Regions from separate parts of the Ovis aries genome. Here region 1 is linked to region 2. The links are chromatin contacts, called in public Hi-C maps. All regions are on one chromosome and are shown on one strand. Each heading gives the region's core, a stretch centred on a gene start, on an enhancer-like site or on the middle of the called end of the contact. The rest is flanking DNA. Distances are from core to core; before and after follow the strand shown.

Evidence for each region. Hi-C and Micro-C count contacts between places; a contact is called where the count stands out from the background.
Region 1: a contact with region 2 is called in a Hi-C map of hypothalamus, with 9 times the contacts expected there. The contact joins two enhancer-like sites. A contact is called at or near these places in 8 of 16 Hi-C or Micro-C datasets (hypothalamus, liver, mesenteric adipose tissue and 4 more).

Annotation. Positions count from the first base shown.
Region 1 is chr13:28,138,361-28,144,552 of ARS-UI_Ramb_v3.0, reverse strand. All of the region lies in intron 2 of FRMD4A (FERM domain containing 4A), which reads left to right. Among named protein-coding and RNA genes, the nearest start is that of TRNAE-CUC, 140 kb to the right of the region's middle. Within about 2 kb of position 3,847, at least 8 of the 54 cell types and tissues checked have an H3K27ac peak or open chromatin away from gene starts, as enhancers often do.
Region 2 is chr13:27,834,655-27,841,338 of ARS-UI_Ramb_v3.0, reverse strand. All of the region lies in intron 5 of FRMD4A (FERM domain containing 4A), which reads left to right. Among named protein-coding and RNA genes, the nearest start is that of TRNAE-CUC, 170 kb to the left of the region's middle. Within about 2 kb of position 4,523, at least 11 of the 54 cell types and tissues checked have an H3K27ac peak or open chromatin away from gene starts, as enhancers often do.

The sequences.
Region 1 (6,192 bases), core at 2,598-5,097, 300 kb before region 2:
TACTTTTGCATTCCAGTCCCCTATGATGAAAAGGACATCTTTTTTTGTTGTTAGTTCTAGAAGGTCTTGTAGCTCATCATAGAACTGAAGAAGTGTTTGGGGCATAGACTTGGATTACTGTGATATTGAATGGTTTGCCTTGGAAATGAGCAGAGGTCATTCTGTCGTTTTTGAAATTGCACCCACGGACTGCATTTTGGACTCTTTTGTTGACTATGAGGGCTACTGCATTTATTCTAAGGGCTTCTTGCCCACAGCAGTAGGTATAATGGTCATCTGAATTAAATTCGTCGTTCTTTTAAATTGTTGTTCTTTAGTGAATGAATAACGTGCAGTGCATCTGAACAAGCTGTCTTGCTAACGCCCCCTCTGCATGGATGGGGAATTACCTGCTGCTGTCCTGTTTTATTTCATTGCCTTTTTGGCTCAGGCCCTCCTGGGTCCCCAACTCCTGGACAGCAGAGTCCAGGTCCTCCCGATTCTTTTCGTGTTGAGCAGAGTGAGCCTTATGCAAAATTGGTTGCTTAAAATTTACTCTGTGTGATTTCTCTGCTTGAAATTTGGAGGGAAATATCTAATAACGAAAAACCTATTTATTTGCAAAGTTGGATTAAGGACTCGTTTTTCCCGAAGTCGCCTAGAAGATTTCTGTGAAGTCAGCTTCCTACCTCTAGGGGGACTGGGGAGTCACAGAGTCCCCAAACTGCTGCCAGGGGAAGTACTAATTAAGAATGCTTGGCACTATTTTTTTCCTCCAAGAACAGGATGGTGAGGGTTATTTTTACAGCCTCTCTCAGTTAGGCACAGATGATCCAAATTCACAGCACACTAGAGTGTTCTAGTTTTACATTTTTACTCCTCAAATCTTATTGTTCTACTGGTTTTACTGATTCTTGGAGAGTGAGTCCTGTGTTGGTCTCACACTGATGCCCTTTGGACTTACCCTGTGTGGGACCACGGACCTCTGGATGAAGTGTGGTATAACTAAGCTCTGGAGGAGTTAGATGTGATTTGGAAAGCATATTAGTTGTGCTTAATTATATGTCGAATTGTGTATGGGCTAACACCTTCACGTGTGGTCTTTGTTTCGTTCCTTCGTATTGAATAAGGATTTGACCTGCTGCGTTAGAGGAACAATGATTCTGTAGAAATGGATCCAGGAAACAACACTGGCCCATGGGCTGCACAGTGCTGAAGGAGATGATGTTGAGAAGTACACACATAAAATTATTCAAACAGTGATCCCCAGCGATATGCTTAGACTCTCTATGCATTGCACTATTAATAGCTCAGGTCCCCACAGACCGAGCAAGCATTCAAATTCAATTGACAGCTGTAAATTACAATACAAATAGCATCAAATCACTGAATGGCCTAGTGCCAAAATAATAATATCACCCTTTTTGCATCAGGGTAAATCTGCTCTGAGTGTGAAAGTGATGGCTAGGAGGAGACAGGCAACAGCGCATGCAGCATCTTTTAACACTGAACTATTTGCTCTGGAGGATGCCTGGGGGAGATGTCATGAGTGGAATGGTCCATGGTCTCTTGAGTGAAAAAAAGCAAATCTCAGCGTTTCATGTTGGTCTCATTTAACTATTAAAATCAGTGGATTTTTTTTCTTAGTTTCTGAGCCAGACAGCCTCACAATTTCCTTAATGATCAGAGTCATTAAAACTCACCCTTCAGAGACAATGAAGACAATAAGAGACTTGCAATCATCAGATTCTTAGTGTTTATACAGCGTATATACGCATATACAACCAGGGATATGTGTGTGCATGCATACACACACACACTGTAATGGCAGTTGCCACAGCAACTCTAATTTGCACAAATATTGTTACCTGAGCTGGAAAAATCCACTTCTCCATCATGTTCATAGAACCTAGGCAGGCCCGAGAATCTGGGCAGGGCTGAGGGCTCTCATGATCCCAGTAGAGAGAGAGGTAAGGTGGATTCTGAAGCACAAGGACCAGGTTGAGCCACACAGTAGCACTCACTGAACTGGTATCCATGCACCTCTCGCCTGCAGTTGTGTGTGTGGAATGATGGAGGAGTAGTAGATGAACAGTAGATGGTTACCCTGGCTGGCTCTCCATGTGGGAGGTTGCAGCCTTTTGTGTTCACACTGCAGGGAGGCTGGTCAAGGCAAGAGCTGGGGTTAGGAAAGCTGCACATCATTACATTTCCATTCTGATTACACTTCCCCCACTTCTGTGATCATCCCCCCAGGGGGCCTGGTTAACATAGTTTTCATGCCTTCCATGCACAAACTCTGGAGTTATAGCACCGGCCACAGCATTATGCCAAACACCTTTCTCCTCTATTGTTAACTTTCCATCTGTGCATAGGGCAATGTGACACGTGTCCCTGCCTTTGGGGTCGACCAAGGGGCGGGCAAAGGAACAGATGATTCTGTTGAGCCAGACTGTCCTGATTGGCAGCCCCGTGCTGTCACGAATTGCTGACCTCAACCTGCTCTTTCCAGAAGGCTCCACTGGACAGCGGCTTCATTTATATGTTCTGCTCCAGTGGTTTGAATTTCATTATCTCCTCCACAGCCCTTTTGGCAAGAGCTTCCACCTTCCTGCTCCAGGCACCCTTTACAATTTGACAGTTGAAGTGTATGGTTAAAGCCATCTTCCTTTTAAAAAGCATTTCCTTTCTAGCTCTGGTTTATTTTCCACATAAATTCACTAGGTGGCAGTGAACGGTGAGGGAAAGAAGGCTGCCTTTGAGAGGCTTTCGAGGGCAAGTGTGACTGAACATTCTAGGATATCAAACCTAGATATACTTTTTGGGGAGGAGGGAGCATGCCTTGTGGCATGAAGGAACTTAGTTCCTGAACCAGGGATCAAACCCGTGCCCCCTGCGCTGGGAGCACAGAGTCTCAACCACGTAGACCACCCAGGCAGTCCTTCGACCTGCAATTTTAAGGGAACACCTAGTATTTTACTAAACGATGAAATGCAAGATTCGTCGTCAAAACTCCTCTTAGCTCTCTGCTAATTTCTTTTCTGGTTATATTTACAAAATTGTTGAAGCCAATGACATGTATTCATTGCCTATAAACATATTGCTTTTTCAGAAAACAGTGATTACAATCAGGTCCCACTTGTCCAGTCAAAACTTCTACTGTGTGTGTAAGTGTGAGTGGGTGTAAGTGTGAAGGTGTGTGTGTTTTCTTTAGAAGACAGGTGAGCCTCACGATTCCTTGGAGGATTTAGGTGTTGTTCTTTGATTAATTTCTCTAGGTAATTATCACCTCCCTTTTACCCTATTAGATTTAGGGTCACAGTTTTTGCAACAGGCAAAGCCTGGAATCTTATATTGCCTCTGCCTTGAGAAGACTCTAAAACTTCAAATTTATGAAAGGACAGTAAAATCTTAGTGCTTATGATCTCAATTAGTTTATTTATATGCCGCCTGGTTTTTAACCTAAATGCACTTTGTGCAGAGGGGAAGAAAACAATTATAAATCAACTAGAAAGGCAGTTTCCATAAACTACTGAGTTGTGCTGTGGCTGGAGAGGTTGACCTGACCGGGATCAGGAATGCAGGGACTATCATGTCACAGCCTCTGCACCTCCTCTTCTTTACCCATGGCCCTCCCCAGGCCCTGACTCTGGCCCTGGCCTGGGAAACTTAACAGAAGTGATGCAGTGATGCAGGAAGCTCTGTTTCTCGCCAAACATTCTTGGACACAACAGCACGTTGCGTCAACCACGTTGCTGCTCTGGTGCTGATCTCAGAGTCCAGCTCTCATGACTCAGCTTCCTCCAACTTCCAGATCCTTCTCCCTGTGCAGGCCTCTGCCCTGCTCTTGATAACCAGTCCACTCCTACTGTCCTGCCTTGGTCTCACCAGACACTCTCCAAGGCCTTTATAATCTGAGCTTGGTCTCAGGACCCCACTATCTGATGCAGACTACCCCCAAGTGCCTCTGATCACTAGATATTGCTAACTTCCGGGTCCCTGAAAGTGTCCTCCACTGAGCTGTTTGGATACCATGTGATTTCCCTTTGAATTCCTCCCATGAGATCACAGTGAAAAACTCCAGCTTTGCTGATGCCCTTGATAAGCTCTAAGGAGGGTTACTATGTTCGAGGCTCTGAGCAGGTACTAGAGATACAGTGGGAATCAGACATGGCCCCTGTTGTCAGAGATCTCACACCCACCTCCAGGTCTGTGTTCTGCCTTGGTATCTCCCCTCAAAGCCGGCTTCAGGGTCCATTCCCGTGGTAGGCCACAGTCGCTCCCAGTCTGTCTGGTCCTATTGCTGCAAACTGGGGTGTGACTGGGTGTGCCTGAGGCTATCAAAACGTCCTACGCAGTTTCAGGTAAACTCCTATGTTCTCTGTCCACAAGCAGGTTGGGCTACCGTTATTCAACTTGAAGAGGGAAATGGAGAGCTGAATAGTCACATAATCACTGTCTTCTTCCTGGGTCTCCGTGGCCGGGAGTCCCCATCAGCAAGTGCAGCACAGAACAGACATGAGGAACCTGCCTGGTTTGGGGTGTGATGCCCTGGACCAGTTACATCCTGCCTGATGAACTTGCTGTATGAGAGATGAATGTGTCTGGAATGTGAAGTCATCCGTGTGCTCAGTCACTCAGTCGTGTCCAACTCTTTGCCGCCCCGTGGTCTGTAGCCCACCAGTCTCCTCTGTCCATGGGACTTCCCAGGCAAGAATACTGAAGTGGATTACCGTTTCCTTCACCAAAAGTCACCTTTTCCTTAGGTTTAATCACACACATGATCAGGAGATCCTGAGGTGGCATTGAGCTGAATATAAGGCATCACTTGCTAAGAGGATGAAAACAACTGGGGAGAAGTTTCTATAAATAGTGGAGAGTTGTACCTTCTAGAGAAGCTGTGCTTGGACTAGTCTGTTAATTATCTTCTAAGTGAGTAGTGTGGGTTGTTAATAACATTGGCAGTTCCAGTTGAGGACTTAAAGATGCATGTGATAAATCTTAATGATATGCTGCTACTGCTGCTGCTGCTGCTAAGTCACTTCAGTCGTGTCCGACTCTGTGCGACCCCATAGACAGCAGCCCACCAGGCTCCCCCGTCCCTGGGATTCTCCAGGCAAGAACACTGGAGTGGGTTGCCATTTCCTTCTCCAATGCATGAAAGTGAAAAGTCAAAGTGAAGTCGCTCAGTCGTGTCCAGCTAGTAGTGACCCCATGGACTGCAGCCTACCAGGCTCCTCTGTCCATGGGATTTTCCAGGCAAGCGTACTAGAGTGGGGTGCCATCGCCTTCTCCATAATGATATGCTAGCTGGACGGCAAATAAGAAAAAACAAGCTCCTCTCTGGTTCTCCCATTGGAATGAGGCAGGCATTGAAGAAAGATACACTCATAGGAAAACTAAGATTGGGAAAATCAGTTCAATCAGTTCTCTTAGAAAAAAAAAATCCTTACACACACGGTGCAGTTTTCCCACGGAGCTATTTTCTCATGCGCTTATAGGAGTGTTTTGCTTTGTTTTGTTTTGTTTTGAATGCTGGGTGGCACTACCTTGTCTACTGTATACATATACATACATTCACACACGTATGCAGGAACCACCTGATGGCTTTTTAGTGATTTCTAAAAGATAAAATGACTTACTTAAGACATTAAGTACATAAAGAGCGCCCCTTTAGGAATCTGAACAACCTTCCCTCTCTTTCTTGCAGTCTCATTCATGCCTTATACTTTTAAGACCTTTGGAGACATTTCATGGTTTGCCAATCTACACTGACAGGATCCAAGAGTGGTGACTTCGGTGTTGGTTTGGGTGCTTTAATTTGAGTGCTTCTCTGTAATGAGAACTGAAGCTTGAAAATTTATAACAGTAACCAAAAGATGTACTACAGAGTCCTGAACCCATGCTAACAAAGTATGCTCGATACAGCTCATAAACTTAGAAACAGAGAAAAAAAATCACAAATCGTACACAGGTCCATTGTAGTCTGGTTCCCTCCTCCTTGGCCAGTTGTTGAAGGCTTTAGCACAGAGGGGCTGGGTAATTGCATCCTTATTTGAACCCAGACCCCAATCTCTGTGTCCCCATTCTGTGTTTCCTGCCCCTGCCCCATGCACATCCCTGCAAAGCAGCCCCTTCCTGATATGATGACCACCATGATGCTGATTCCGGAGTGTCCTCAGGCTCTCTCCCTGCATCTCTCAGCACGTGGTG
Region 2 (6,684 bases), core at 3,274-5,773:
ATCTGACTCCTATCCTGGGGCCCTGCCCCCTGCACCACGCAGTCTCCCTCTCACAAATGAAAAGGGACATCAAGATTGCTAATCAGGGAGCCCACCTTTGCTCCCTGTGCAGGCAGGGCCAGAGAACCTGAGTCGAGATCACTATCCTTGACCCATCTTCGGCCCCATGCTTGGCCTCATCTGCAGCCCTGGCGTCTATCTGCAAAGGACAACTTCACCCAGCACTGGGTGAGAGGGCTGGTGAAAGAGGCAGCCCTCTCAGACCTGACCTTGCTGCTCTGGGACTGCCCAAGTCAGCACCATGGACAGAGCGCCCCCTGCGGGGACAACCTGCACTCCCGAAGCTTGGCAGCCCCATTGGAAACCACCTTAGCAAATGGAAGGGGAGTCTTAAACAGGGAAGCAGAGCTGTGTGCCATTAGTCCCTCTTGAGAGGGACCTGCCATCTCCTGACAACAGGGACCTCCAGTATGGAGACATTCTGCCCTGTGCTGTGCTCTCTCCTGTTCTACAGAGAAAACGCCTCTGTCTAGCTGGTCCCTTTTTGTCATTCTGAGCTGCATCACTGCTGGACATTAAGAGCCAAAAGCCTATCATTTCAACTACGGGTTGTCAACAGCTTTCTAACTTGTGAACTCCATGCTAAGTACTCACCATCATTGATGGGTTTGGTTATTGGTTTATGAATATTCATTGGGGGCTTGTATGATGTAGATGCTGTTTGAGGATTTAAGAATAGATCAGTGAACAAATTAAACCCTCCAACTTCCAAGGTCCCTTTGTCCCACCTCCATCCCTTTTTCCCTCTTCCTCTCCCTCATACACACACACACACCCCTCATTCCATCATCTGAGGCTGGCAGGTCCACAAACCTTCTGGTTCCAGCGCCTCCCACCACCTCAGGGAGCTCACTCCCCTCAGTCTCCACTCTTTTTCTCTATCTTAAGCCACTTATTCTCCACGGACCCCTCCCCTCCACATCCACAGCACTCTCACCCTCACAAAAGAAAATGCCCTCCCTGACTTGCCTCCTCCTGCAGCTCCCCCTCCTATGCCCCCTTCTGTTCGCGCAGAGGTTCAGAAGGGTGGGCTTGCTGCCCCCTTTCCCATGTCCCACTGATCCCTCAGTCTCTAGGGTCCATTGTCTGGTCCCATCAGCCCCATGGTAACTGGAGATCTCTGGGCACCAAATTGCACAGGCGCTTCTCTGCCCTCCTGTCTGAATCAAATAACGTCATCATCTTTCTGCCCCAAACCTGGTCTTCTTGCTTTGATGCCTCCTTATCTCTGCAGCGGGCACCACCACCCATTTAGCCCAAGCCAGTAACTTGAAAGTCAGCCTGGATGTCATCTGCTCTCTCCCACCTGTTCCCTTCTCTGTCCTCTTATCTGTGAATTCCTCTTATCTAATATATCTTAAATAGCTCTGTCCTTTACCTACCATGGGCTTCCCTGGTGGCTCAGATAATTAAGAATCTGTCTGCAATGCAGGAGACCTAGGTTCAGTCCCTGGGTCAGGGAGATAACCCTGGAGAATGGAATCACAGCCCACTCCAGTATTCTTACCTGGAGAATTGCATCAACAGAGGAGCCTGGTGGGCTACAGTCCATGGGGTCACAAAGAGTCAGACACAATTGAGTGACTAACATTTTCACTTTTACCTTCCCTGTACATGCCCCTGTCTGTAATTAGGACCTTCATAAGTCTCAGCTGATCCTGAAATCTCCTTGTTCATCTCTGCTTCAGGTCTTGGCCCCTCCCACCCTCTTCTATATGTTGTCACTGAGCACCTTTCTAGGATTGTCGTTTGACCCCCAATGCATTATCGTGCTAAGGCTGCCCTCACTTGTCCTGGGTGACCTGACTTGTGCATGCCTCTCCAGCCTCATCTCTCCCCATCCCCTGATGCCTCACACATCCTCTACAAGCCTCCCAGGGATCAGTGTTTGACAAAGATCACATTCAATGACAAGATCATTGTTTAATGCCATGAGGCAAGCTCCCCAAATTGAGAGCAGTGACCCTCTGGTAGGGACCACCAGTCAAACTTAATAAATAGGTCAAGAGGGTTTCCCTGGTGGTCTAGCAGTCAAGAATTCGCCTTGCAGTGCAGGGGACACTGGTTCGTTTGATCCCTGGTCCGGAAAGTCCCAATATACCACAGGGCAGCTAAGCCCATGTGCCTAGAGACTGCTCTGCAACAAGAGAAGCCACCACAATGAGAAGCTGTGCACTGCAACTGGGGAGTAGCCCCTACTTGCCACCGCTGGAGAAAGCCCACACACAGCAACAAAGACCCAGAACAACCAAGCACAATTACGAAAAAAAAGAAATAGTTCAAGAAAAGATAGAAGGAAAAATATGCCTACTCACCCAAAGAAGTCGCTCTGTCCTTTTTCGTTTTTTGTTTTTTTTTTTTTTTTTTTTTGACTACGAGACAGGTGGGATCTCATCTACGGTCAGGGATTGAACCCATGGTGCCTCCGTTGGAAGCACAGAATCTTTACCACTGGACTGCCAGGGAAGTCCCCTTCTTTTTTTCTTTTTTTTTTTTTCTAATGGAGTTGAGTTTGTGCTCAGGATAATTCCTCCATGTCTGGGTGTTCCTTTCATTGTGTATTCTCCAGCCAAGTGTTCTTGGAGCTCTGGTCATCGACCCTGTTTGTAGGAAAATAAGTAGAAATTAGATGTGTCTCTTCAAACCCAGAGTTTCACAAACAATAAACTAAAGTGAGCTACAGAGAAGAAAAAGAAAAGAGAGGAGATGCCAGGAAGCTGTCATCTGGGAGGGGGGACATTATAGCCGAGTTCACGACCTGCCTGTTGGTATCTTTCCGGGCTGATTAAGACAGCAAGTGCTGGTTCCTGTCACTCACAGCAACGACGATGGTGTGGACCTAAAAGGAGGTGTCTGCTAACCAGAACTTGCTAGATCTCAACTGGGTGTCCCAGTTAGGATTCTCAGCGCTGTTGAAATTCTCAACATCAGAGATACTTGGCTGCAGAAACTCACAGCAGTATTAATTATCCTTCTCATTACTATCGCTCCTTTTTGCTACCAAAAGCCAGCTTTCCAAATGTGACATTTGTGTTCATGACGAAATGAAATCATTGGGCCATTTAATTAACACTTGCCGTAAATAGTCAGTGATTCCCAAGTGCCAAGTGGGGATGTGAGAGGGAAGAGGAGGAGCGAGGGGGCCCGTAGGAGCCCCTAGCTGATGTCATCCTGCAGAGTGGTGTTCAGTCTGCCGCCACCTGAGGCTTCTACAGGTTAAGGGGACCAGACTCCCCGAAGGCTCCAGAGCCTTGAGTATTGAATACACTCAGACATGTACTAGCGTAGCACATACATATTCCTACTTCAGACCATCTGATAAAATATCCTCAGACTAGCATCATCTGGGTCAGGTTGTGTGTGGCATCAGTCATGGTACTGAGCCAGGTTTGCCTGTGGCCCAGAGCACTGTTTCCTTTGACTCAAAAAGAAGCCCTGTGATTCAGTCCTACTGGGAATTCCCTGGCAGTCCAGTGGTTAGGACTTGGTGCTTTCACTGCCCGGGGCCTGGGTTCAGTGCCTGGGCAGGGAACTAAGATGTCACAAGCTGCACCGCATGGGAGAATAAAGAAAAAGATTCAGCCCTATTAAATGTGCTGAAGAACCTGTTTTAGGTTTTTTGAAAAAATATTTATTTATTTGGCTGCATTGGGTCTTAGTTGCAGCACGTGGGATCTTTGTTATGGCATGTGGGTTTCTCTGGTTGTGGTTCACTGGCTTAGTTGTCCCAAAGCATGTGGGATCTTAGGTTTCCAACCAGGGGTTAAACCTGCATCCCCTGCATTGGAAGGCAGATTCTTAATCTCCAAACCACCAGGGAAGTTCCCATGAAGAACCTGTTTTAGAGTGTAGGCCTTATTATTATTCAGGTACTTGGGGCCAACAGATAAGGAAATGACTAACATTGAAAAGAGAGGCTGCTAGTTGATTCCCAAGAGGAGAGGTTCCCAGCAGAGTAAAGCACCTGGGGAAGCCCCGGGCTCAGCCAGGAAGCAGAGGGAGTGAGATATCTGTGGGCAAGAGCCGTTACTGTGGTTTCTGCAGGAATAGATCGGGCGCCATAAGCAGGCTTAGGACTGGCTAGTTTGAATAACTTCAGCAGCCTCTGGGGGTATGTGGACTCTCCCAATTTATCCACTTCTTGGCTCTGAGATAATTAAGGTGAATAGCAGCCTGGAGTGTGAAATTCCCGGGGCAGGCGAGGAAAGGGGTTGTAGGCATTGGATTGCCCACAGGGTAAGCAAGACCCCAGATGTCAAGGCATCCAGACCCCTCGGTTAATACAGAATCAGACTTGGAATCATCCACACAGACCCTCTGAATACGAGAGACGTCATCCGTTTCCTTAGGTTTACCCGGAGACCTGGAATGTTTTTTGTGAACCCGCTCTAACACTGACAGTCCGCACTGGTAGGTAAGGAAGTGCAACATCGCCATCTAGAGCCTCAAAGGAGGACCTTTTACAAAGTTCTCAGGAAAAACCAGAGCAGATAAGTGTTAGTCGCTCAGCTGTGCCGGACTCTGCCACCCCGTGGACTGTAGCTTGCCAGGCTTCTCTATCCATGGGATTTCCCAGGCAAGAATACTGGAATGGGTAGCCATTCCCTTCTCCAGGGGATCTTCCCAACCCAGGGATCAAACCCAGGTCTCCTGCATTGCAGGCAGATTCTTTACCATCTGAGCCACCAGGAAAGCCCAAAAGAACAGAACTGGGATCTCCACTTTGAACAGACACTGTCAACCTTCCCCATTTCCCTAGAAGTTCTCTCCGAGCGTGTGCTGGGCCTTGGCGTGGGATTGAGATGTCCAAGGTCTGTTTTCCTCTGGGCACTGTTGACTCACCAGCTCCCTAGCACAGATGGAAAGTCCAGGATGAATTAAATATCCAGGATTACAGAACAATAATAAGACAGCCCTGGAACTCACCGGGTTTCCCAGGCTGTTTCTTGGTGATAAAGGTTAACAGGAAACTGCTTTCCAGTTTCTGTCAAAGAGAAGTGATTTTTTTTTCCCCTCCACCTCAGAATATAGTTATTTCCTCCACCTTCCTGTCTCTTGTGAAGCCAGAGAACAAATGCTACCTCAAAAGGCATAACACTTGCCCTCTCATTTCAGTTTCTCATCATTAGAGAGCTGGAAAGGGAATTGTAATGTTTTGCTTAATATGCTGTTGAAGAAAAAATCGGGAGGAGGTGGGACAGAATGTCTTCACTCCTTAATTGTCAAGTATTAAAATGACTGGGATCGAGACATAAGGCATTGTTTTGAAAATCAAGTTATTTCAGACCCAACAGCTTTAGGTTCATAATTATTACAGAACTAAGGTCACTCACTGGCAAATTCCAGAAGCCTCTGCTGCTCTCCTGGCTCTAGGATTCAAAGTCATCAGCATATCTCTGTGAACAGCTTTGCATGTTCACACTGAGAGAAGGGGTAGAGGGGCAGGGGCCCGTGTGGAGTGTAAGGACCCCTAAACATTATAAATGGTCTGGGAAATCATTTATTTTTTTTTTCCTCCCTCCCACATGTCTTTGTCACTCATTTCACTGTCCAATAAGAACTCCCAACAGTGGTGTATGGAGAGGAGAACAGTTGAAAATCAGACCTTTTCACTCATAGAAACTTACATGTTATATATACAGTGGAATACTATTCAGCCATAAAAAGGACAAAATAATGCTATTTGCAGCAATATGGATGAAACTAGAGATTATCATACTATGTGAAGTAACTCAGAAAAAGGAAGACAAGGGCCATATATATCACTTTTATGTGAAATCTAAGCTGTGACACAAAAGGAGCTCATCTGTGGAACAGAAACAGACTCACAAGACATAGAGGACAGACTTGTGGCTGCCAAGGGGGAGGCAGGAAGGGAGAGGGATAGACTGGGACCTGGGGTTTGGTACCCTGCCAGACTCCTCTGTCCACGGAATCCTCCAAACTCCTCTGTCCACGGAATTCTCCAGGCAAGAATGCTGGAGTAGGGTTTCCCTGGTGGCTCAGTGGTAAAGAATCTGCCTGCCAGTGTAGGAGGCATGGGTTCGACCCCGGATCTGGGAAGATCCCTTATGCTGCAGAGTAACTAAGCCAGTGCACCACAGCTGCTGAGCCTGTGCAGCGCTCAGGAGCCGCAACTGCTGAGCCCATGTGGTGCAGTACCTACTGAAGCTCTCGCACCCCAGAGCCCGTGCTCCAAACAAGAGACGCCAGTGCAATGAGAAGCTTGCGAGCTGCAACTAGAGAGTTGCCCCTGCTCTTGCAACTAGAGAAAAACTCATGCAGCAGCAAAGACCCAGCACAGCCAAAAATTTAAAAAAAAAAAAAAAAAAATATATATATATATATATATATATATATATATATATATATATCTAAAAAAAGGAATGCTGGAGTGGGTAGCCATTCCCTTCTCCAGGGCATCTTCCCAACCCAGGGATCAAACCTGGGTCTCCTGCATTATAGGTAGATTATTCACTGTCTGAGCTACCAGGATACCCCAGATACAAATTGTTACATTTAGCATGGATAAACAGCAAGGTCCTACTATATAGCACAGGGAACTATACTCAAAATCCTGTGATAAGCCATAATGGAAAATAATAAGAATATAAAGAAATAAAA